Regions from separate parts of the Mus musculus genome. Here all the other regions are linked to region 6. The links are chromatin contacts, called in public Hi-C and promoter capture Hi-C maps. All regions are on one chromosome and are shown on one strand. Each heading gives the region's core, a stretch centred on a gene start, on an enhancer-like site or on the middle of the called end of the contact. The rest is flanking DNA. Distances are from core to core; before and after follow the strand shown. Region 1 has its middle 22 kb from the start of Lrrk2. Region 2 has its middle 40 kb from the start of Lrrk2. Region 3 overlaps Lrrk2 (leucine-rich repeat kinase 2). Region 4 holds the start of Zbed4 (zinc finger, BED type containing 4). Region 5 holds the start of Creld2 (cysteine-rich with EGF-like domains 2). Region 6 holds the start of Alg10b (asparagine-linked glycosylation 10B (alpha-1,2-glucosyltransferase)). Region 7 holds the start of Lrrk2 (leucine-rich repeat kinase 2).

What was found. Promoter capture Hi-C pulls out the DNA fragments that hold promoters and counts their contacts. Hi-C and Micro-C count contacts between places; a contact is called where the count stands out from the background.
Region 1: a contact with region 6 is called in a promoter capture Hi-C map of pre-B cells, with 4 times the contacts expected there. The contact joins the enhancer-like site here to the promoter of Alg10b in region 6. A contact is called at or near these places in 4 of 39 promoter capture datasets (the 3T3-L1 cell line, the C10 cell line, liver and 1 more) and 1 of 115 datasets of contacts at active chromatin or transcription factors (large pre-B cells).
Region 2: a promoter capture Hi-C map of pre-B cells shows a contact between it and region 6, with 8 times the contacts expected there. The contact joins the enhancer-like site here to the promoter of Alg10b in region 6. A contact is called at or near these places in 4 of 39 promoter capture datasets (the 3T3-L1 cell line, the C10 cell line, hippocampal neurons and 1 more) and 1 of 115 datasets of contacts at active chromatin or transcription factors (large pre-B cells).
Region 3: a contact with region 6 is called in a promoter capture Hi-C map of hippocampal neurons, with 2.8 times the contacts expected there. The contact joins the enhancer-like site here to the promoter of Alg10b in region 6. A contact is called at or near these places in 8 of 39 promoter capture datasets (the 3T3-L1 cell line, 3T3-L1-derived adipocytes, the C10 cell line and 4 more).
Region 4: a Hi-C map of B cells shows a contact between it and region 6, with 5 read pairs. The contact joins the promoter of Zbed4 here to the promoter of Alg10b in region 6. A contact is called at or near these places in 1 of 39 promoter capture datasets (pre-B cells) and 1 of 484 Hi-C or Micro-C datasets (B cells).
Region 5: a contact with region 6 is called in a promoter capture Hi-C map of pre-B cells. The contact joins the promoter of Creld2 here to the promoter of Alg10b in region 6. A contact is called at or near these places in 2 of 39 promoter capture datasets (liver and pre-B cells) and 1 of 9 other capture datasets (liver).
Region 7: a contact with region 6 is called in a promoter capture Hi-C map of pre-B cells. The contact joins the promoter of Lrrk2 here to the promoter of Alg10b in region 6. A contact is called at or near these places in 9 of 39 promoter capture datasets (the 3T3-L1 cell line, the SN4741 cell line, cranial neural crest and 6 more).

What each region holds. Positions count from the first base shown.
Region 1 is chr15:91,650,319-91,653,038 of GRCm38.p6, reverse strand. No RefSeq gene overlaps it. Among named protein-coding and RNA genes, the nearest start is that of Lrrk2, 22 kb to the left of the region's middle. Within about 2 kb of position 1,353, at least 57 of the 459 cell types and tissues checked have an H3K27ac peak or open chromatin away from gene starts, as enhancers often do. A contact at or near this core is called in pre-B cells, where this site is marked.
Region 2 is chr15:91,631,951-91,634,650 of GRCm38.p6, reverse strand. No RefSeq gene overlaps it. Among named protein-coding and RNA genes, the nearest start is that of Lrrk2, 40 kb to the left of the region's middle. Within about 2 kb of position 1,315, at least 49 of the 459 cell types and tissues checked have an H3K27ac peak or open chromatin away from gene starts, as enhancers often do. A contact at or near this core is called in pre-B cells, where this site is marked.
Region 3 is chr15:91,701,948-91,704,855 of GRCm38.p6, reverse strand. It overlaps Lrrk2 (leucine-rich repeat kinase 2), which reads right to left. Exons shown (of 51, transcript NM_025730.3): 11 at 2,580-2,686. Among named protein-coding and RNA genes, the nearest start is that of Lrrk2, 30 kb to the right of the region's middle. Within about 2 kb of position 1,490, at least 186 of the 459 cell types and tissues checked have an H3K27ac peak or open chromatin away from gene starts, as enhancers often do. A contact at or near this core is called in 3T3-L1-derived adipocytes, the SN4741 cell line, hippocampal neurons and 1 more, where this site is marked.
Region 4 is chr15:88,750,348-88,753,117 of GRCm38.p6, reverse strand. It overlaps Zbed4 (zinc finger, BED type containing 4), which reads right to left and starts at 1,407. Exons shown (of 3, transcript NM_181412.3): 1 at 1,316-1,407.
Region 5 is chr15:88,818,286-88,821,000 of GRCm38.p6, reverse strand. It overlaps Creld2 (cysteine-rich with EGF-like domains 2), which reads right to left and starts at 1,355. Exons shown (of 10, transcript NM_029720.2): 1 at 1,167-1,355; 2 at 988-1,070; 3 at 362-472. The coding sequence starts at 1,289. Alg12 (asparagine-linked glycosylation 12 (alpha-1,6-mannosyltransferase)) reads left to right here and starts at 1,683. Exons shown (of 10, transcript NM_001142357.1): 1 at 1,683-1,743.
Region 6 is chr15:90,222,637-90,225,717 of GRCm38.p6, reverse strand. Alg10b (asparagine-linked glycosylation 10B (alpha-1,2-glucosyltransferase)) reads right to left here and starts at 1,407. Exons shown (of 3, transcript NM_001033441.3): 1 at 1,110-1,407; 2 at 1-61. The coding sequence starts at 1,280. It overlaps Mir7648 (microRNA 7648), which reads right to left and starts at 1,358; the gene lies at 1,306-1,358.
Region 7 is chr15:91,671,760-91,674,665 of GRCm38.p6, reverse strand. It overlaps Lrrk2 (leucine-rich repeat kinase 2), which reads right to left and starts at 1,442. Exons shown (of 51, transcript NM_025730.3): 1 at 1,229-1,442; 2 at 961-1,046. The coding sequence starts at 1,385.

The DNA.
Region 1 (2,720 bases), core at 104-2,603, 1.4 Mb before region 6:
AAATTAATATGAAACAGCACAGGAAGAAAAAGGACATAATAAAAATTAATTAATGGCTAACTAGCATGGTGACATAAACTAGAATAGTGTTTCTGGTTTTCCATCACTGAAACAAGACATGAAGATAATCAGCTGGAAAAGAAATCTCCTACTTTGACACACAGTCTCAGAGGCTTTCAGTCTGTGGTTGTTGTAATCTCTGATGCTGTGAGCATAGCTACAGAAGAAACGGTAACCTTCATGAAGTCTGGAAGTAAAAAGAGAAATGAGGGGCTGAGTCCTCAATTATCCCTTCAAGAGCACGCCCCCAGAAACCTCACTTCCTTTTACTAAGTGTCCCCTTCCTAATGCTGTGACACTTTATGTGTGTGTGCACGTGTGTTTTTTGTTTGTTTTTGTTTTAGTTTATTTTATGTATATGAGTACACTGTAGCTGTCTTCAGACAGACCAGAAGAGGGCATCGGAACCCATTACAGATGGTGGTGAGCCAACATGTGGTTGCTGTGATTTGAACTCAGGACCTCTGGAAGAACAGTCAGTACTCTTAATTGCTGAGCTATCTCTCCAGCCCATTGTGACATTTTAAATGCAGTTCCTCATGTTATGGTGACTCCCACCAGTAAAATTATTTTCATTGCTACTTCATAACTAACATTGCTACTGTTATGAATTATAATGTAAATATCTGATATGCAGGATATCTGATTTGTGGCCCCTGTGAAAAGTTTCTTTGAATCCCAAAGAGGTCATGACTAGTTTGAGAACTTCTGTCCTAAACGTGCCACCTAGTAATAGCTAGATGGAAACCTTTCTTCCAAACAAGAACCTTTGAGGAACATGTAAGAGCCAAGCCATGATAGATAATTTATACATGATACTGTGTAATGAATGTGACTTGAGGTCATAAGATACTGTTATTTGTGTGTGTGTGTGTGTGTGTGTGTGAGAGAGAGAGAGAGAGAGAGTGTGTGTGTGTGTGAGTGTGTGCGTGAGTATGTGTGTGAGTGTGTGTGTGTGTGAGTGTGTGTGTGAGTGTGTGTATGAGTGTGAGTGTGTGTGTGTGTGAGTGTGTGTTCAACTAATTAATTTCAGCAACTCATTTACCTGCTAACTTTACAGTTAAAAGAAGATACATAGTAGAAAATATAATAAGCCATGTCTTTTTTCCCTCTCATCAAGAAAACAACACTGGTTTTCAAAGAAAAACATGGGTCCTATAAGTGAAAATATTTGTGTTCCTTGACTTTCTCTTTTGTTTACTTCCTCTTCAAAACACATGTAATATATGCATAACCAACTTCATGTCGTGCACTTCCTGTGGTGATCCACAGCTATTTAAAACTTTCATTTCTCACGTCACTCATTCCTAGGGAGGGAGCTGGTTCTGAGTAATACTCAGCTTTGAAAATGCTACTTGCTCCTTACAATCTGAACACGAAAAACAAAAGAGGTGATTCAACCAGCACTGTCATAAGCATTCGAGAAGCATCTCCGAGCGGCTGATTTACTCAGAACGGAAAAGCACTATAAATATTTCTAATATGTCCTTGAAGTCACAAGGGTAGACTTTCCAGGCCTTCCTCACAAAGCGTGGTCTCAGCGGTGAAGGCGGAATGTCTTCTAAAATCCTCTTCGCTTTTCAAAGTGAAAACAAATGTTATCCACAGAGACACGTATTATTTTAGAAATTTATATGTAGAGATAAAATAGCATGGCTATTGTTCCTAGGAACATATTCGAGCAAAGAGAAGAAGGGAAAGTATGGGGAAGAGGTGTTAGTAATGGAATGGGTGGCTTTAAATTCCGTGTTGTTATTATTTTCGGCATTGAGCATGTGTGCTGTTCTGTGTAGATATTTTTGAGCTAAAGGAAAATGTTTTTATTACTATTGTTCTTTGCTTTCTTATTTTATTTTTGAGAATATAATTATTCCATCTCTCTACCCTCCCATTATCTGAACTTATTTTCCTTCAAATCCATGGCTTCTCTCTCTCTCTCTCTCTCTCTCTCTCTCACTCTCTGTCTCTCTCTTTCTCTCTCTCTCTCTCCCTCCCTCTCTCTCTACATATATATCTATATATATAGATATGTGTATATATGTGTGTGTGTCTGTGTCTGTGTGTCTGTGTGTGATTTGTACAGTGTGTATATAATGTATATGACGCATATGTACATGTAGATGTATGTTTGTTTATATGTCTAGACATATATAGTGTTGGCCTTTCTGCTTGGATGGAAAGGTGTCCTGGGACTCTGAAGTGCAGGACCACACAGTTCTGAGATGGGACAGTGTTCCAATGGAAGGATATCCTGAGATACAGGAGCCCAGGAACCACATATCTCTGAGCAGAAGTCTCCGCGGCAGAGGTGGCAGCTCCCAGGAGTGGGGTGGGTATCCAGATCTGAGCCGAGAAGCTTAAGAACCTCAGCCCCTATTTTTCTCTTCCCTTCTTCTCTTCGTTGTTTCTTGCCTTCTGATGAGAGAGAGCCACATCAGTCAGCAAATCTCATAAAAGAGATTTATTGGAGGGTCCAGGCTGTGGAGGGACAAATCCAGGACTGGCTGCCTCTGCTCCGTGGAGGGAGCAGACAGCTGGGAATGGGACAAAGTCCAGTGCTTATATTGGGGGTGGAGCTCTTGGGGATGGAGCTTTCTAGGGTTGAAATTTCCAGGGTGAGGATACATGGGATTTCAAGGCCTGACTTTGGGGGTGCTTAG
Region 2 (2,700 bases), core at 66-2,565, 1.4 Mb before region 6:
TCTGTCCACCCAGCTTTGAGGTTACAGCTTCTGGCTTTTACAAAAAGATGGATTTTGCACATTTGCGCTCAGGTCCTCAAGCTTCTGTTGGCAGCACTTTACCCATTGGGCCATGTCCCTTGCTTAACACTCTATTCGCTTTTACTTACCGGGTGAAACAGCTAAATGTGCGCATGCGCAGCCATCTTTCCCTCAGGGGAAGAGAGAGAGGTGGGCCTCCCTGGCCCCACCCTTTCATCACGAGCCTGTTTCTCGTGTAGCTTGTATGTCTGTGGTCCTGTCTGGACCCCAGGGGACTCTGAGGTTTGCCAGTTTGAGGTACGTGTTATTTAACACTTAAAACCTTTATTTTCTATTTCCTCTTTCAGAAGATACCTAGCAACTAGACTTAAAATACTCACCAGAGATTATCCACTAAAATAGTAGCCTTGGCGCTAATATGAAAAAGAATCTCTTGTTCAGTATTATTAAATTCACAGCAAGACTCCTTCAGTTAGTGAATTTAAGTTCTAAGAAAGTTTAATATTCTCTTTTCTAACTGCATTCCCCTTCCCGTCTCTGAAGGAGGCTATCTGGGTCCTGACCTAGTCTTCGATTGATTTCACTGTACACCGAGTCCCCTGTGTCTATGATAGCATAACCCCTGTGGGTTTTTAACCTTCGTGACACCAGCCTGTAACCCTGAGACCACAGAACTGTCTGGAACTTGTTGTGGATGGCGCTGGGGCTAATTATATTCGATGTTAATTCCATTCTTCAGTGAATAGATTCAAACAAGGAATGAGTCAGCACCCAGGTGATTTCCTGTAAACCTGCTTCCCACCTGAACTTGTAAAATAAAGGAGAGCTGATGATTGGGCAGATAAAAGGGAAGGTGGAGCAGAAGGTGGGGAGAGGGAAAAAGGAGAAAATGGAAGAGGGAGAGGATGCAGAGGAGGAAGAAAAAGAAAGAGAAAATGGGAGAGGGCAAGGGCAAAGGAAAAGGAGGATGAGGAGGAGGAAGAGGAGGAAGAGGAGGAGGGGGGAGGAGGACGGGGGGGGGGGAGGAGGAGAAGAAGCACATGGCCTGGAGAAACCGAAAGTTCTAAGAGGTCTCATAGATGTGGAAGATGGTAGTATAGTGGTAGATCTGCCCAATCTAGGCACAGAGCATGTATTCATATTAATTGTGTTGTGTTTTCATTGCCAGGCACATTTGGGTTGGAGATTTACCACAGCAGGAACACATAGAGAGTACTAAGCCAGCCGGGACTGAATGGCGAGACTCTGTCTCAAAAACAAAACAAAGATCAAAATAAAAAACCGGGAAGTCGTTCTGTTCTGCTTTGTCCCTCGTGGCCTTGTCTGTTGTCCCATAACTAATCGCAATGGGATGTTGTAAGGCAAGAAGTTACAATGTGACTTGCTCAATTAGCAGATTGCTTAGGATGTGTGTAGGGGCTGAGCAGCGGATTTCATCATGTTCCACCCTTTCGACAGTCATAAGATACTTTATTCTTTTGTGTTTCTGTTTTGTCTGGGGCATCCCACTCTGAGCAAGAGGATGGATGAACTGAGGGTCTTGGACATGCCACCAGGCCTGTGTGCTCCAACACCGAGCTGTATCCCCAGCCCTCAATTCTTTATCTATCCAGACCCTTTGTTTAAGTTAAATGTTTTAACTGATACAAAAGAACCTAATAGTTGTGGCTATTAATAGAGTGGATACTCATGCACATATACATTGTATTCAACTCCTTCTCTAGCTTTTCACCTATAAAGTGCACTATTGAAAGTATCTCTGGTCATCTTGCTAACAGTTCACCTGAACTGCTTGTTCCCTTTTATCTATAATTGAGGGCTATGGATTGACTTTGTCTATCTTTTCCCCAACCTGAAATGGCCCCAGCTTCTAGTAAGCACCATCCTGCATTCAGTTTCTATACCAACGTTTTAGTGTCCACAGATGCCTTTGGTCATGTGGTCTGTATCTTGTGCCTGGCTTATCTCACTTACATAATGGTTTCTAGTACCACCCACACCATTGCAACTGCCACGATTTCATTATTTTTATGACTAAATAGCCTTCCGCTGCATGAATGCCCCACGTTGTCTTTACCTGTATATGAACCCACAGGCCCCACTTGCTTTCTTTCCTTGGCTGTTGTGGATGGTGCTACAACAAATTTAAGATTCCAGGCAGCTTTTGATAATTAATTTTTTATATCTAATTGTGTGTTTAACTTTGTGTCTATGGGTGGATATGTACAGGGTGGAGGTGTATAGGGTGGAGGTGCACAGAGACCAAATCCAGTGTGGATCCCCTATAACTAGAGCTATATGCTGCTTGATGGACATGCTAGGAATTGAACTTGGGTCCTCTACCAGAGCAGTGTGTGCTCTCAACCACTGAGACATCACTACAGCCCCAGGAGTCTCTTTAATATACTAATTTGATTTGCTTTGAATTGCTGTGGGGTTGCTGGCTCACATGCAGGGTTTGCTTTTGGTTATGTGACTTTCTCCACATGATGCCCTACGATGTCTATATGAATTGTATTCCCAGTCAACTTTGACTCACCTTCTTTTCTTCCTCCGTTCTCACCAGACCATTCTCCCTGCCCCAGGTAACACCCACCCTTGGTTTATATTTGCATTTCTCAGATGATGGTTCATTTCTTATCTTTCTTGTTTTACAGATGAGATTGAACAACAGCTCAA
Region 3 (2,908 bases), core at 241-2,740, 1.5 Mb before region 6:
AATGTATGCAAACAGCACTCTTCAGTTAGGATGAAAATTAAATGATCGTCTAATCTTGGAATCTCACAAAATGGCTAGGAAGCACAAGTATGCTAGACATCAGTGCATGGATGCAAGCCATTCCTCCATTGGTGATGGGAGCCAGGGGCAGGCCTGAGGAGAAGGACCGCAGGTGTGTGGAGGCATATCGCTCACTGGTGACAGGCCAGTGGAATGGCCTGGTCTGGGATGCTCTGAACTACTTTGTACATCTCAGTGGGCTGCATGATTTATTCACGAATCTCATCTCGATCTAACTATGCAGAAATGGCATTGCTCAATAATGGGAAACATGACAGGGAGAAGGGCGGTCGTCGTGAAGTCCCTTCAGAGCGTACAGGACATTTTCACGTCTCCCTACCTACTTGTAGAAGTTTGTTGCCTTTATCGGCTCTATTTTAGCAAAAGGTTATCTGCATTCAAAGACAAATCACAAAACGCAAACTCCTACAGTAGTCACCTTTAGTGAGTGCTCATTCATGCTTGTATGTCCTCTGGTTCAAAGATCAAACCCTCCTTCTCAGCTCGACCTTTGTCTTGGCTAACTCATGCATCACATTCCTTAGTTAGTCTTCTTGTCCATCTTCCCCATTAGAATTTGACACCACTAGCCTAAAATTTTTATGTAACTGTCGTACCACAAGGGTGTAGATTGTATGGAATCTAGTACATGATACGAACTCAGAACATGGTAGCTCAATTCATGCAACTGCTTAACTAAATGAGAAAATTATCACAAAAGGTATTTGGGCCTGAGCCTTCAAATCGCCATGGTGCCAAGACACCATTTTTTTCCCTCTCCATCCCCTCCTCCTCCTTATTCCTCTTCCTCTTTAATTTCTCTTTGAGATTTAGTAGCTCAGGTTGGCCCTGAATACAATTCTTCCTGCTTTAGCTGGAGTGCTGAGATTGCTGGCCTGTGTCACCATTCCTGTCTAAGAGCCCAGTTCTCCTTTCTGCCAACCCAATCCTGATTTAAAAAAAACAAAAACAAAAACAAAAACCCTTCCCATCCCTTCAGTCTTCATAGTCACTGCCTCAAGTTGCTTGCAGTGTGAATTTGGTGGTGGAGCTAAATAAGGAAGCCACTGAACATCTTACTACTCTCTTATACCAGGAAGCCCAGGATGTGCAAAGGCATCTAAGCACATCTAGCAGAGAGCCGGGAACAAAGGTGGGGGAGCATGAAGGGAGGGCAGGGACTGATTCCAAACAGATGCCAAGCTGACTCACAAGGTCATTGTCCCACAAAGGCCATAACAAAAGCAACCCCAAGTCACAAAATCTTAACGACTGATGGAGGGACCTAACAGAGTCTCCTCATAGTTAAGACCCACAGCCTCACCACACTATTGCTGCCTGGCAGCAAGCTTCCTCTCCCCTGGGGAGCTATACACAATGCTCCTTGGCTGCAATGCAATCCCTGCCCAGACCTCCATAGCTACACGACACATCCTGTGATGACTCAGCCCTGGGACAGGCCCTGTCATCACTCAAGGCCTGGCTATTCCAAGCCTCTGTGTGATGTGCCCGATTCACTCTTAGCCGATTAACTTTGTTCTTTAACAATTTCACACATGTACGCAATACATTTGATGAGGTTCTGCTTTTATTAAAATGCCATCAGAGAGAAGGAACAGCCTGCAGGAGGCGTGTCTTCCTCACTAGCCTGGCCTTGCCACAAAAATCTGGTGGTGCTTACGTTGTTGTGTCTCAGATCAATCTTCCTTTTTTTTTTTTTAATGTTTCACTGCCTAAAAATATCACATAAGAGCTGCCAAGTCCCCCTGCCTGATGCCAGACAAGTTTTCCTGGCAAAACTTCCTGTTTATGGGGTCAGGAATCTGAAGCAGTTTGAGCCAGGACCTTAAAGCTTAAGGGACCTCCTAAGGTATAAGAGGGATTATACATAAAAAAATCATTTTCAAAAAATCGTAAATATAAAACATTTCATTCTGGACAATTTTACCAGTTTTGAAACAGTGAATAGCCCATCAAACATTAGCACTCCTGTAAAATTTATTTAAGAAGAATAAATAAATATGTACAGGAAAATGCAGGCAATCTTTTTTAGAGAAAAAGACCTGATGAGAACTCTAAAAATTCCCATGGTATGTAAGCTAAAAGTCAATCAACAGAAACTGGTTCCTAAAATAGGTTATAGATATATAGGAAAGCTACACAGTTATTAAAATTGTAATGACAATAATAATAAATACATTTATTAATATAAGGATGGAAGCAAAACATGCATTTAAAGTAGATACAATGTTACAATTTCTGTAAGTTTGCATCATACATGGCTGCATTTAAAATGGATACAATGTTCCAGTTTCTGCAAGTATGTATCACATATGCCATAAATGAGCAGAAGTCCTGAGGAACATACACCTATTATATATTTTTTTATCCTTTATATACATACATACACACTTCAGCTAGCCCCATCTACATATCTGAATTTTTCAGAATTTATAGCTTTTATAAGAAAACAACATAACGTTGTTCCTCCTTATTAAAAAACACAGTATTCCCCTTACCATTTTGTTCCAAGAGAGTGGACAGAGCATGTGCAGCTGCTTGGAAGACATCTTTGGAAGAAGAGTGCATCAGCATAGACAGCATCACTTCCCTGTGCGCAGGGAACCTTTGAAAAAGCCAACCACATCTCAGTTCGCAGCCTCCGGCCCCAATGCTCACTTTCGCTGCCTGTGAACGCTAACAGCACAGGCAGTGGAAGCCACACTCTATGCCATCTCCACTTACAATAGAAGCTTATGCCAAACAATGCTATTGGCAGAGGTTAGATTCAAGTGTGTCCAACACTAACACTTCTGTTTCTTCAGAAGCCTGTAAGCCTTATGGAGGA
Region 4 (2,770 bases), core at 158-2,657, 1.5 Mb after region 6:
TAAGAACAGTTCCAGAGGGCCTGGGTTCAATTCCATTCAGTCACAGGCAGCTTACAACCGAAACTGTAACTCTAGTTATAGGGGATTCAACATTCCCTCAGAGACATACTTGTAGGTGAAACACCAATGAACATTAAAAATAAGAGATTAAAAAAAGTTCCCTCTTCCAAAATATGTCTAGGTTTGTGTAAATTGATGAAAACCTATCAGCACACTGAGACTTTGAAACTTCCTAAAGATTCAAAAAAATTTTTAACTAGATCTTCTCATGAAAATAAAAGCCACACAAAAAGTCTATATAAAAATTTATATAGAAAAAAGTTTATATAGATTACAGAAAGCATGCACCAATGTCTTCATGCACAAGCCACTCCCTCAGGGTGTAGAGCCAAACTTGTAGCTTCTCAATTCTGCTTAGCATGGAATTAATTCGTGCCTTGCAACTACGTTTATTCAGAGTACTAAAAAAAAAAAAAAAAAAAAAAAAACTCAAAACTAAAATTTCCCTGGTCTTATTAATTTTTATCACCACGATATAAAGGGGAAAATTTCTTTCTTCCTACCAAGTCACAAGAATGTACTTGCCTTGGCTGACTGGCTTTACGAAGCCAGAAGGCACAAGTGTCCTTTTAAAAACTACACTTAATCTTATCCTAATTAACTTCAAAAACAAATGACTTCCCTTTTTACAAACGCCAGAACCGCGACAGCCGCTCCTCCTGAGGCTCGGCGCTGCAGGGACTTGAAAAGACGCGCTGGAGCCTCGTGAGAACCTCCAGACGGAGAGCGAGGACCCGCAGCCATCCCGGGCAGAAGCGAGTGGGTCGCACCAAAAAGGACAAAAGGAACAAAAAATGACGGCAGGTACTGCGACCGTGAAGACGCTACGGAGCCAAAGCGTTGAGTTAAGTTTCGTTAAGCCTCCGCGGTCAGACCCAGACGCACACGCTTCAAGCTAGGCAGGCACCAAGAAGCGTGACACCGACCCGTGTCACCGCCGTGCCGCCTGCCTGCGCCCCTTCCTGGACACGCGCGCCCACCGGCACCGGCTTGGGGGACGCCACGACGTGGCGGGAGCCCGGCACCTGACGAAAGGTCCCACGGGGCGTCCCGCGGTCGCTCCCCTCCGCGGCCTGGGCCCGCCCGCGGCGCGAGGCGCAGCTGTCAGAGGCCGGGCCGGGCTGGGCCGGGCCGGGCGCAGTCTCGGGACACAGCCTCCACCCGGCCCGCCGCGCACGGACAATGGCGCGGTTCCCCAACCCCTGCGCGGCGCCGGCCGTCGAAGACGCCACTGGAGCGTCCCGCGCGCACTCACCTGAGGCGCCGGCTCCGCGCTGCGCTGCGCGGGCCCGCGGGCTGCGAACAGCGCGACGGGCGCGCCCATTCATTAGCCGCTTTGTCTGCCCCCGCCGCCCCTCCCGCCGCCCCAGCCCCGCCGCCCGCGACGCCGCCGGACGCTGCGCCCCTCCCAGGGCCCCGCGCGGGTCGGGGGCGGGGCCCGGGGCGGGGCTGTCGTGCGCAAGCGCAGTCCGTGCGCACCTGCCCCGCCTTGGGGGGGGATGCCTAGAGTACGGCTGGATGGGCCCCGGCTAGGCAAACGGGGCGGAGCTACGAAGACTACGCAGGCGCAGTTTCCCCTCGCCCCATCTCCGGAGGTCAGGTTACTCCGGCGCAGTCTCACACACACGAGGTCTGGTCGCTGGCCTCCTCCGTCAAACTACGCAAGCGCGGTCTGGCGCACCTGCCCTGTCGGGCGTTCGGTCCGAAGACTACGCAGGCGCAGTCGCCACGGCGGTTGGTTGGAATTGCTGCGCGTTTGAGAAGCGCGCGTTCTCAGTGGTTTCTTCTTAGGGCTTGGCCGTTAGGGTGGTCCTGCGCTCTCAACGGCTGGCCGCGGAGCTTCCGGGCTTGTGGTCAAGGCGGGCGCCTTCTCCGGGGGCGTTGCGCGCAACCACTTTCAGTAGCCCTTGGGTGGAGGCTAGACACAGCAGGTGCTAGCTGCTCAGGGCCTGGGGCCATGTTTGGGTAAAAGAAATAAGGAGCTGAACATTGAACGCCCCAGTTCAGATGCCTGTGCGGACCATGTAATTTCTGCAGGTGGAATTTATCCCAGAGGTCCTTCTCTGATGACACTTTAGACCACAGCTTGTTCTCTTATGCGGGAGTTCTGTCCTACGCCCATCTCCTGTTCTGCGTGTTTAGGAGTTTCCTTCTGTGATTGAGGTGGTGGTGGTGCGGTCGGGGGAGGCGTCGAGTGCTGATGTCACACCTTGCTTACCCTGATTCACCATCACTGGTCAATGGACATGGTTTGGGATTCTGTGTCTTTAAGTTCAAGGGAAGGTGGTTGGGCTGCCAGTGCACTGCTGGTGGAAGTCATCATTGGTGTGGAACCCTGAGCCTGGCTTCTGTCTTCTTCGCCTTCCATTCAGGGAAGCTGATGTTTGTGGTGGAGGTGGTGGCTCCATATGAGACTCAATGGGGAACAGCAGAAAGACCTGGGTGGAGGTCCTCAGCTAGCAGGTTCCCGTAGGGTACAGAAGTTTTTTCCCAGTAACCTTCCTCTCCTTGTTATGCCCCTCGTACCCTACACCCCAGAGGAAAGAGAACATCTGCCTTCATGAAGGATTTCCGAAGCCCCAGGAGAACTGTTGAGACATGGGTTCTTGAGCTATAGAGCTAAGGGGTAGCGCCTAGAACAAGTAAAGTAGCTAGGAGAGAGTTTGAGCTTTAGCTTAGGATGTCTCAGCCCAGCCGGAAAGTCTTGACG
Region 5 (2,715 bases), core at 106-2,605, 1.4 Mb after region 6:
GGGGAGTTGACTTTATAAGTTAGGTGTAGTAAGAGATCAGTAACTAACAGTGATAGCCAGACAGTAACGATGCGCTGAAGTGAGGCTTAACCACTCCAATTTTCACTTCTTAACTTCAGGCTGAAGCAACTAAGGACCTCAGGTGATTCGGGCTAGGAGGCACTGTCCACGCCCTCAAGGCTATGTGATGGGGGAAGCAAGGGTCAGGTGTGCACAGGACCTCCTTGGAAGCTTCTAAGAGATGGTGGCAGCGCAGGGGTAAATCGGGATGGGGATGTAGGATATTTCCTGCTTCTCTAGGTTCTCTACTGGGAAGATACTGCAAAATGCGAGATCAGAAGACAGGGTCCCAGGCACTCACAGTGTCTGCCACCAAGCCTCTAGCTGCTCCTCCTGCTGCTCCAAGAGTTGGTTGCACTCAAAGTCACTGCTGTCACACAGACCCTCCATGATCTCCAGAAGCCGGATCTCACTGAAACACAATCTGTCAGCACCCCAAAGCACCAGCACCCCAAAGCACCAGTCTGCTCACTTTACACATGTCCCTCCTAGAGACTACTTTAGCGAAGAGGAGAGTCTCTACAACCACAGGCAAGGTTAGTCAGTAAGGGGAGGCTAACCGGGGGGTGTGCAGCGGACCCAGGAATGGTAGGCCCCTCCATCCCTACAGCATGAGAAAGGGAGCTTATTCCATTAGTCAGGGAAGCCAGAAGTCTCTAGGAGGGCGAGGGGCTCCAGTCTGAGTTTCCAAAAGGCCCGTGTGCGTGTGTGTAAAAGCCTTCCAGTGTCTGTGCGCACAGAAGTGGCCGTAGGGAGTGTGGAAACCACAGACCAGTTGAGTGGCCAGAGGCAGGGACGACCATTGACAGGTGTCCACCACCATCGAAGGGGTTCCTCCGTGTGCCGGTGGTCTGCACCGACCCCAAGGTCTGACCACCGATTCACAGACCGCGACCGCACATCCTCGCACTTCTTGGGAACACTCACCTGAATTCGTACTTAGACAGCGTCTTCTCTTCCCACGCCGTGTTGCCGCCACCGAAATTCTTCCTGGCCGTGTTGGCCATCCCCTGTAGTGGAGGTGGCACCAGCTCGATGGGCTACCGTGAACCCCGCCGCCAGCCCCTGCCCCAGCGCCGCTGCCCCGGACCCCGCCGCCCGCCCACCTGGTTGAACTTGTCCACCAGCGTCCGGCATCTCTGGCACATCGTCGGCTTCCGGGAGGCTACGGCCCCGGGCGGCGGCAGCAGCAGCAGCAGCCCGAACGCGGCTGCAAGCAGCAGGTGCATGGCGGGAGGGCTGCCCGGCGACCCACCGAGAACTGCGGCGGAGTCTGAGCCTCCGCCCACCGGCCCGCGCGCCGGCCGTTCCCCGGGCTACTTGACTGCGTCGCCGAGGCCCCGCCCACCTTTCACCCCGCGCGCTTCTATTGGCCGGAGGAATCCCCCTTGCCTGATGTGGACCAATTGAGGCTCGCCACGAGAAGCCACCAATGAGAAGGCCCCGGGTCAGCGTCCCGCGAGAATGAGGCAGAACCGTAATCTTCTATCGGGTCCCCATGCCCCGCCCTCCACGAGTGGCCATCTTTTCTCCGGGCGGGAAGCGCCAGCTGCGGTCGCCAGCCTGGGCAATGGTGGCCATGTCAAGTTCGGGCAAAGACTTGGCTTCCGGGCCCGGTTTCCGCAGCCGGCTTCCTGCCTTGGTCAGTCTGCTCAGTTCCGCGGGGTCCTGCGGAGAGGAGAGGTTAGCGCGCGTCGCCGGGATTGGTGTACTCGGGCGGGAGGTGGCGAAGCTGGGGTTCTCCCGAGCGCGCGTGACGGCCTTTGAGTTCCTCAACCCGGGGATGGACCTGTCACTTAGAGGCTGAGCGTGTCCCTGGGGGCGGGACATCTCGCCCGAGGCCTGGACCGTTCATCCATCCTCCTCACCTGGCGCCCGGAGCTGTCATCCGTAAACAGAGCTCTACATCTGGGTCCTGCTCAGTGTGGTTGAGGGGGCCCCAGTGGTCGACATTTCCTCAGGGGCCTCAGGCAGTGAGTTCACAATGACCTTCCGAACTTTAAGTGACCTGAGGGAGGAGGAGGAGGAGATGTGGACTATGTGTATTTTAAAGAACATCTGATTGTATAAATAGTAACAGTTTAGTCTGGTCTTTGGTTTACAAGTAAGTTCATCTACACCAGCTAACACTTCCAGGTTAAAGCCACAATTTGAACGAATGATTCCCACAGTTCCCTTGGAAGCTTTGGAATCACAATGGACAGGGACGACAGGATCTTTGAAGGGTACCCCCTAATCTGAGATGCCCTCCTCCTCCACGCCACATTTGCGAAGAGTATAGCTTTTAATTTTTTAAAGATTTGTTTATTTTATGTATATGAGTACACACGGTAGCTGTACATAGGGTTGTGAGCCTTCATCTGGTTGTTGGGAGTTGAATTTACGACCTCTGCTTGCTCTGTGCATCAGATCTCATTACAGGTGGTTGTGAGCCACCATGTGGTTGCTGGGATTTGAACTCAGGACCTTCAGAAGAGCAGTATAGCTTTTTGGAGCTTGGCTCCTGGAGCTTAGCCATTAGCATCTCTTCTTCCCTGCAGCTGCCCCCATTCCTGTGATAGGTGTTTTGTTTTGTTTTTTTTTTTGGTTTTTTGAGACAGGGTTTCTCTGTATAGCTCTGGCTGTCCTGGAACTCACTCTGTAGACCAGGCTGGC
Region 6 (3,081 bases), core at 158-2,657:
GTTTGACCACACCGACCGACACCAGATACAGGCCAGGTAATGTAGTGATCATAGGATCCCACTTAGAAAGAAAAGACCACCAGTCAAGCACAGCAAGAGTTATCCCATTGATATAAAATGCCAAAAAAAGATAAATAAATAAATAATCAAGTTTCATTTGTCCTAATAATGAAGAACTTGGAGAGGATCGTCTATGACATAATTAATAAATCCTGGCAGACTAGACATCTCTTAAGTTTTATTTTTAAGATGTAGTGTGTGTGCCATGCACCTGAGTATACTTATTTGCAACATCTGCATGCAGGTACCCGAGGAAGCCAGAAGGTGGCACTGGATCCTCTGGACCTAGAGTCACAGATGGTTGTGAGCAGCTCACTGTGGTAGAAAGAAGTCTGGTAGCCTTCTCCAGGACAACAGCAAGAGCTCTCAACCACTGAGCTACCACCCCAGCCCCATTTTAAGAACGTTTTGCTCCCTGTCTCAAATCTGTCTGCCATTATTAAGGTGACAACAACCAACAGACAGTAAGTTATTCATTTCTACTTCCTAAGGCTTGCTCTTTAGAAAATGCATATTCTGCGACTAAATTGTCCAGGTCCCAATTTTACAAACTACCAGGCAAACAATAATGAGAACTCTGGTGGATCTTAAGATTCTTTGCACTGTGCATATTTCTGTAGTCAGATATGTATTTTTTTAAATGATGCAATCTGACTAGTTGCCAATTTAATCCAGACAACAGTAAGTTTCTACGACCAAGAATGAAGTTAGAATAAAACTATCAACTTTTGGGGGGCCCTAAGATCCTCCACTCCGCGTTCAAAATACCGGGTGGAAAACCTCATAGGTTAAGCTTTAGGTAGTTTTTAATGCATGTTCAAGGGAGCACCTGCATGTCTCTAGTGCTAGGGCTTAGTTAGACAAATCGGTCAACTGCCAAGAGGAGCTATCATCTTTATGCATTCACCTAACAAATATGCCATAATCTCGAGGCTAGGTACAGTCACTAGGCAGCTCCCTTCACGGTTTAAGTCTGGGAGGGCTGACGGGGAGAGGAAAGGCACAGGTTGGGAGGATCCGTCCCGGGGGCAGGGCCAGCAGAGACCAACCTGCGACAGGGAGAAGCGGCCCTCGCAGTACCGCTGCGCCTGCGGCAGGTGGAAGATCTCGTCCATGTACGGCTCCCGCAGAGCGCGGCTGAAGGCGGAGAAGAGCAGGCAGGACACCAGGAAGGTGCAGCTCAAGGCGGCCGAGAAGTAATAGCCCTCCAGCTGCGCCATGGCGGGCGGGCGGGCGGGCGGGCAGCCGCGTCCCGGGCCCAGCCCTGGGCAGCCCGGAGCGCCGAGCCCGGAACGCGGGCTCAGAGGCCCAGCGCTGCGGGACGAGGGACAGCAGGGAACAGGACGCAACGCAATGGATGCTGGGAGAGCGTCGGACGGAAGCGTGGGGGGGGGGGGGGTCACCGGTTCCGGAGTGGAGCATTTATGCAACGACGGGACGGTTTCTCTGTCAATCACTGCTCGCAGCTCTCAGAGTGGCCAGAGGCTGAGGGAGGGGCGGGTCTGGGCTCGGGCGCGGGAGCTGTTGTAGGTGATGCTGCCGCCGCCGCTAGGCTCTGGAAAAGAAGGGTGTCTTGTGTTGTCTGTTGCTCTCCAGAAGGCGATGAGTGGTCCCAGCTTTCTAACCTCCAAGCTCCCAAACTGCATTCGTTTGCGGTTATCCCTGTTCTCCATTGCCAGTGAGATGAGACGCTAAAACCATCATTACAATGCTTTTCCTCTCATCGTCTCTGGCTGATAATGAAGGTTGATGCTTTTTAGATGGAAACATACAACCAGCCCTTCGCTTCAGGGCGACTTTCCCTTTTGAAGAATCTATTCGTTTACAGGGCAATATTTTCCTGGTGCCTGGTGAGGAGTTGGGGCATTTGTAGGTGAGGAACACTCCTCCGTGAATATAATTTTAGTTGCTATTGCCGTGAGTGGTGGCTCACACTTGTACTGGCCCCATTTGAGAGGCTGAGGCAGGAGGATTGTTCCCAGTTCTAGATCAGCCTGGGACACTGTAAATGTCGTCCTTAAAAATAGGTAATAAATAGTCATTAATATCTGTCTCTGTTGGAGTACGTTTCCCTTATGCATCTTAATGTGTGGTGCGATGGAGTATTTATGTGTGTAGTCTCAAAAAGTGCTCACATGTATGAAGTTGAGGGCTACGGAGACTTCAGATAACCCCTTTATTGTGAGATTGGAATTGAGACTGACGGTGGAAGATATTTGAAGAAAGCTGAAGACAAAGTATGTTTTCAGCATGGTTGGTGATGCTTTGTAGGAAAAGCTTCTGGAAAATTCGGGTTGATTTTGCCAGCAGCACATCATATAGCAGCTGAGATTGCTTTTAAATTGTCAACCTTGGAATCAAAAGAAACTGGGTATTCTACTAGTTCTCCTCGACTATTAGAAATAACCAGAATTAAATTACGTTAGGATTCATGATGACGTTTCTTAACTCCCTCCACCCTTTACATCCTCTTTGATTACAGAGAACACGTTACACTTACCAATTTGAGACCATTCCCAGATAATTTAGTCTACAATTGACCTCAGGCCCAGTGGGCTTGCTCAATCATGGCCAGTGCATACCATAGAAGCTTCTGGCCCTTGCTAGATATGATGGATAAAGGGAAGAGCACAAGGCTGCCTTCCTATGCTAGACATTCTCGTCAGAATAATTGCCACTAAGAACTTGGTTGGACATCCAACTCCTTTTATATGTGCTCCCTACTCTCCTTAGTTAACTGAAACGTTTCAAAATTTAAAAATGTAAGGTTTCAGAACTGCCAGGTACCTTTTCTATTAATTTAAGCTTTTTTTTTTTTTTTTTTTTTTTGTGGAACAAGATGAAGATAGTAATATACCTAAAATTATGTAGAAGATGGCTGTTTACTGGGAGTTGTAACTATAGTCTTATGGTTTATAATTTCTACTGAATTGAAAGTGCTTCATCATTTGCAGTTTAAATTTATATCTCATTTCTGTTCCCATCAGCCAAGTAGAAAAATGTAAAACTTTATTATTAGAG
Region 7 (2,906 bases), core at 193-2,692, 1.4 Mb before region 6:
TGACATATACCTATAATTATAGCACTGGGGAGCCAGAGGCAGGAAAATGGCAAGTTCTAAGTAGTCTGGGTTATACTGTGAGAACTTGACAGGGTGGGAACAGAGGGAGAAAGAGGAGGAGGCAGGAGAGGAGGAGGAGGAGGAGGAGGAGAGAGAGAGAGAGAGAGAGAGAGAGAGAGAGAGAGAGAGAGAGAGAGAGAACTTGGAGACTAAGAAAAGTTTAGTCTCTAGAATGACTATGAAGGAGTATTCTATTCTTCCCGTGCCTCCAGAGTTCCCCGACAAATAACTCTCAGTATTTGGATGACAAAACTGATTTCAGTTCCCCAGATCGCAAACCTCTAAAGGAAGTTAGCACCTTCAGAAGTAATTCTGTCCTGACTGAAAGCCATTCTTACTTATCCGAGTCTGCTTTAAAATCACAGTTAATTACATAGCCTACTTCTGGACTTCCTGTGACACAGATCCAGACAGAAGTTCTACTTTTGTATCCACTTTGTATGATAACAGCCGCAAAGTAGAAATGTAAACACGGCAGGCGAGGGGGCATTCGGGAAACATCACTTTCTTTAGATACTGGGTGATATACACTGCAGGAAGAATCCTTGAAATGTGTCTTCTAATTTAAAAGTATAAAAGCAAACTGACCCTAGACTTGACTGTTTTATTACTGTTTTTTTAATTACCCTCCCTTGCTGGAAATATTCACTGCACTGCTCTACCAGAAACTCGCTGTATATTAAGGAGCATTCTTAGAATAGTTTGAAAGGTTAACGGACTCACCTTGCCAATAAGAGCCCTGTTTTCATTTTGCTGCTACCACCACCCAGATAATGTCAAAGGTGCTTCTCCTCTGCCAACATTTGACAAGATTTCCCCTCTTAAAGCAAATCTCAAGACCCCGGGACATAAGGCCTATCACAGAACAGTCTTCAGGAACAGATGGGAAGGCCCGCTTACCTGCTGTACACTGGCAACTCTCATGTAGGAGTCCAGGACAATCAACAGAGGCACGTGGAAATTTTTATCTTCAAATAACTTGGAGGCTGGAAAAGAAGGGGGCAAATGGGGGATGAAAACAAAGTCACAAACCACGGCATCCTGGCATCCTTTCAATCTTCCAGGGATCTCAGCTCCTTCCTCCCTGAAGGAAAGGAGTGGGGTGCCCAAGATTAAGACTCAAGTGCAGGATAAAGTTTGCAGAGGAGGGAGGGGCTGCAGGCATTACCGCGGTCCGAGTAGGTGAACACCAGCATGTCCTCCAGGAGCTGAAGCAACGTCTCGATCTGCTTGCCTTCCTGGACATTATTCAGCCTGACTATCAACTTCTTCAGAGCCTCCTCCTCCTCTTCCTCTTCGCAGCCCTGACAGGCGCCACTGGCCATGGTGCAGCCGGCGGGGACTGCGGCGAGCTGGGACGGCTCCTGCTCTCAGAGCTGCTCGGCCGCCTCCGCTGCAGGCCCAGCCCTCGGTCCCCAGCCGCGCCCAGACGGTGACGGCGACCGCCCCTGCCCAGTCTCAGCCCGGCCTGCCCAGCCGCATCGCGCCGCTGGGAACTCCGCCGGGGAAAAGCGAAAGCCGCCACCCCGCCACTAAGAATAGCAAAGGGGCGTTGGGAAAGGAGGACACCGCCCAGTTGGCCCCTTTCAGGAAAGCGGTTTCTTTTAAGAGTTCCCCCTATAGGGAGAGGAGTAATTTGCTCCCCAAAGAATGCAGCGTTTAACAATCAAAATCGGCCAGCTACATGGGCTTTAGGAGTTGTTTGCTTGTTGGTTATCCTGAGCTCTGGTTGTGGTTGCCAAAAGGCCTCTCTCTGTTTTGAGTTTGCAGGCAGGATCTGGGAGCTCTGATTCAGCTCTCAAGGATGGAACTCACAGCAGAGTCAGTGAAGCTAAGGTTGGAAGAAACAGTCTTTAAACGGCATTCTTGGTCTGAACTAGTTATTAGTACTGCTGCCCGGGCCTCTAAAGTTAAAAGGGGTATTCTGAAAGCCGGGGCAACTGCTAATTCCAGCACCTGGGAGGTGAAGACAAGAACCAAAGAAATCGGAGGCCATCCTTGCTTCATACAAGTTCAAGGCCAGCCTGGGCTATAAGAGCCTACCTAGAAAGAAGGAATGGGGGGAGGGGAGAAAGGGAAGGGAAAAGGAGAGGGAGGAAGAAGTAGAGGAAGAAGAGAGAGGGAGAGAGCAGGGGGAGAGGGGGAGGGGGAAGGAGAAGAGGTAAATGAAGAGTTGAAGCAGGAGAAGAAAGGGGAGGGGGCGGGGGAGAAGGGGACAGATCTGCAAGGCACAGTGCTAAAGCATCCCTGTGAAGAAGATGTTGCATCCCAAGAAGAAAGCAAAAGAAAATGCTCACGTAGTAAGGTTTTTCAAGAAGAGAAGTCTCTGGTACAGTGCTGTAGTCAAGGCTTGGATGTTCTATGGTCTCAGATGACCCAACCTCAAGGTTATTTACCCCGAAGGAGAATTAGAGCAGTTAATTTATTTCCTGGCTTCTAGTTCGTTAACATTCTGATAACAATTCACAAACGGATGAGGAGTTCTTTCCTGTCTGAGGAAATGTCTTTGGGATGGGTAAGAGGTGGAGGGGTTTGAGAGGCGGGTTGAGAGCCAAGACACAACTGAAGGTCAGGCTGAAAGTTTGTCCACACTCTGCACTTTCAGCAGAACAAGAAAGCAAGTTTCCATCAGCTTGGGTACTCACTGAGTGCTTCTTGTTGCCAAGGGTTTTCACCTTTGCGTGGTAGTAAAGTGCTAATATTTGCAAGGCTAGAATAGTTAGGATTTGCTTCCAAGTAACCCACGATTGAAGGGTGGGGTCAAAACGGGAAGAATTAGACATGAAATGAACTGGGAATTGTGGAAGGTAAGAGATGAATTCCTGGGGCATTGCTCCTCTCTGTGT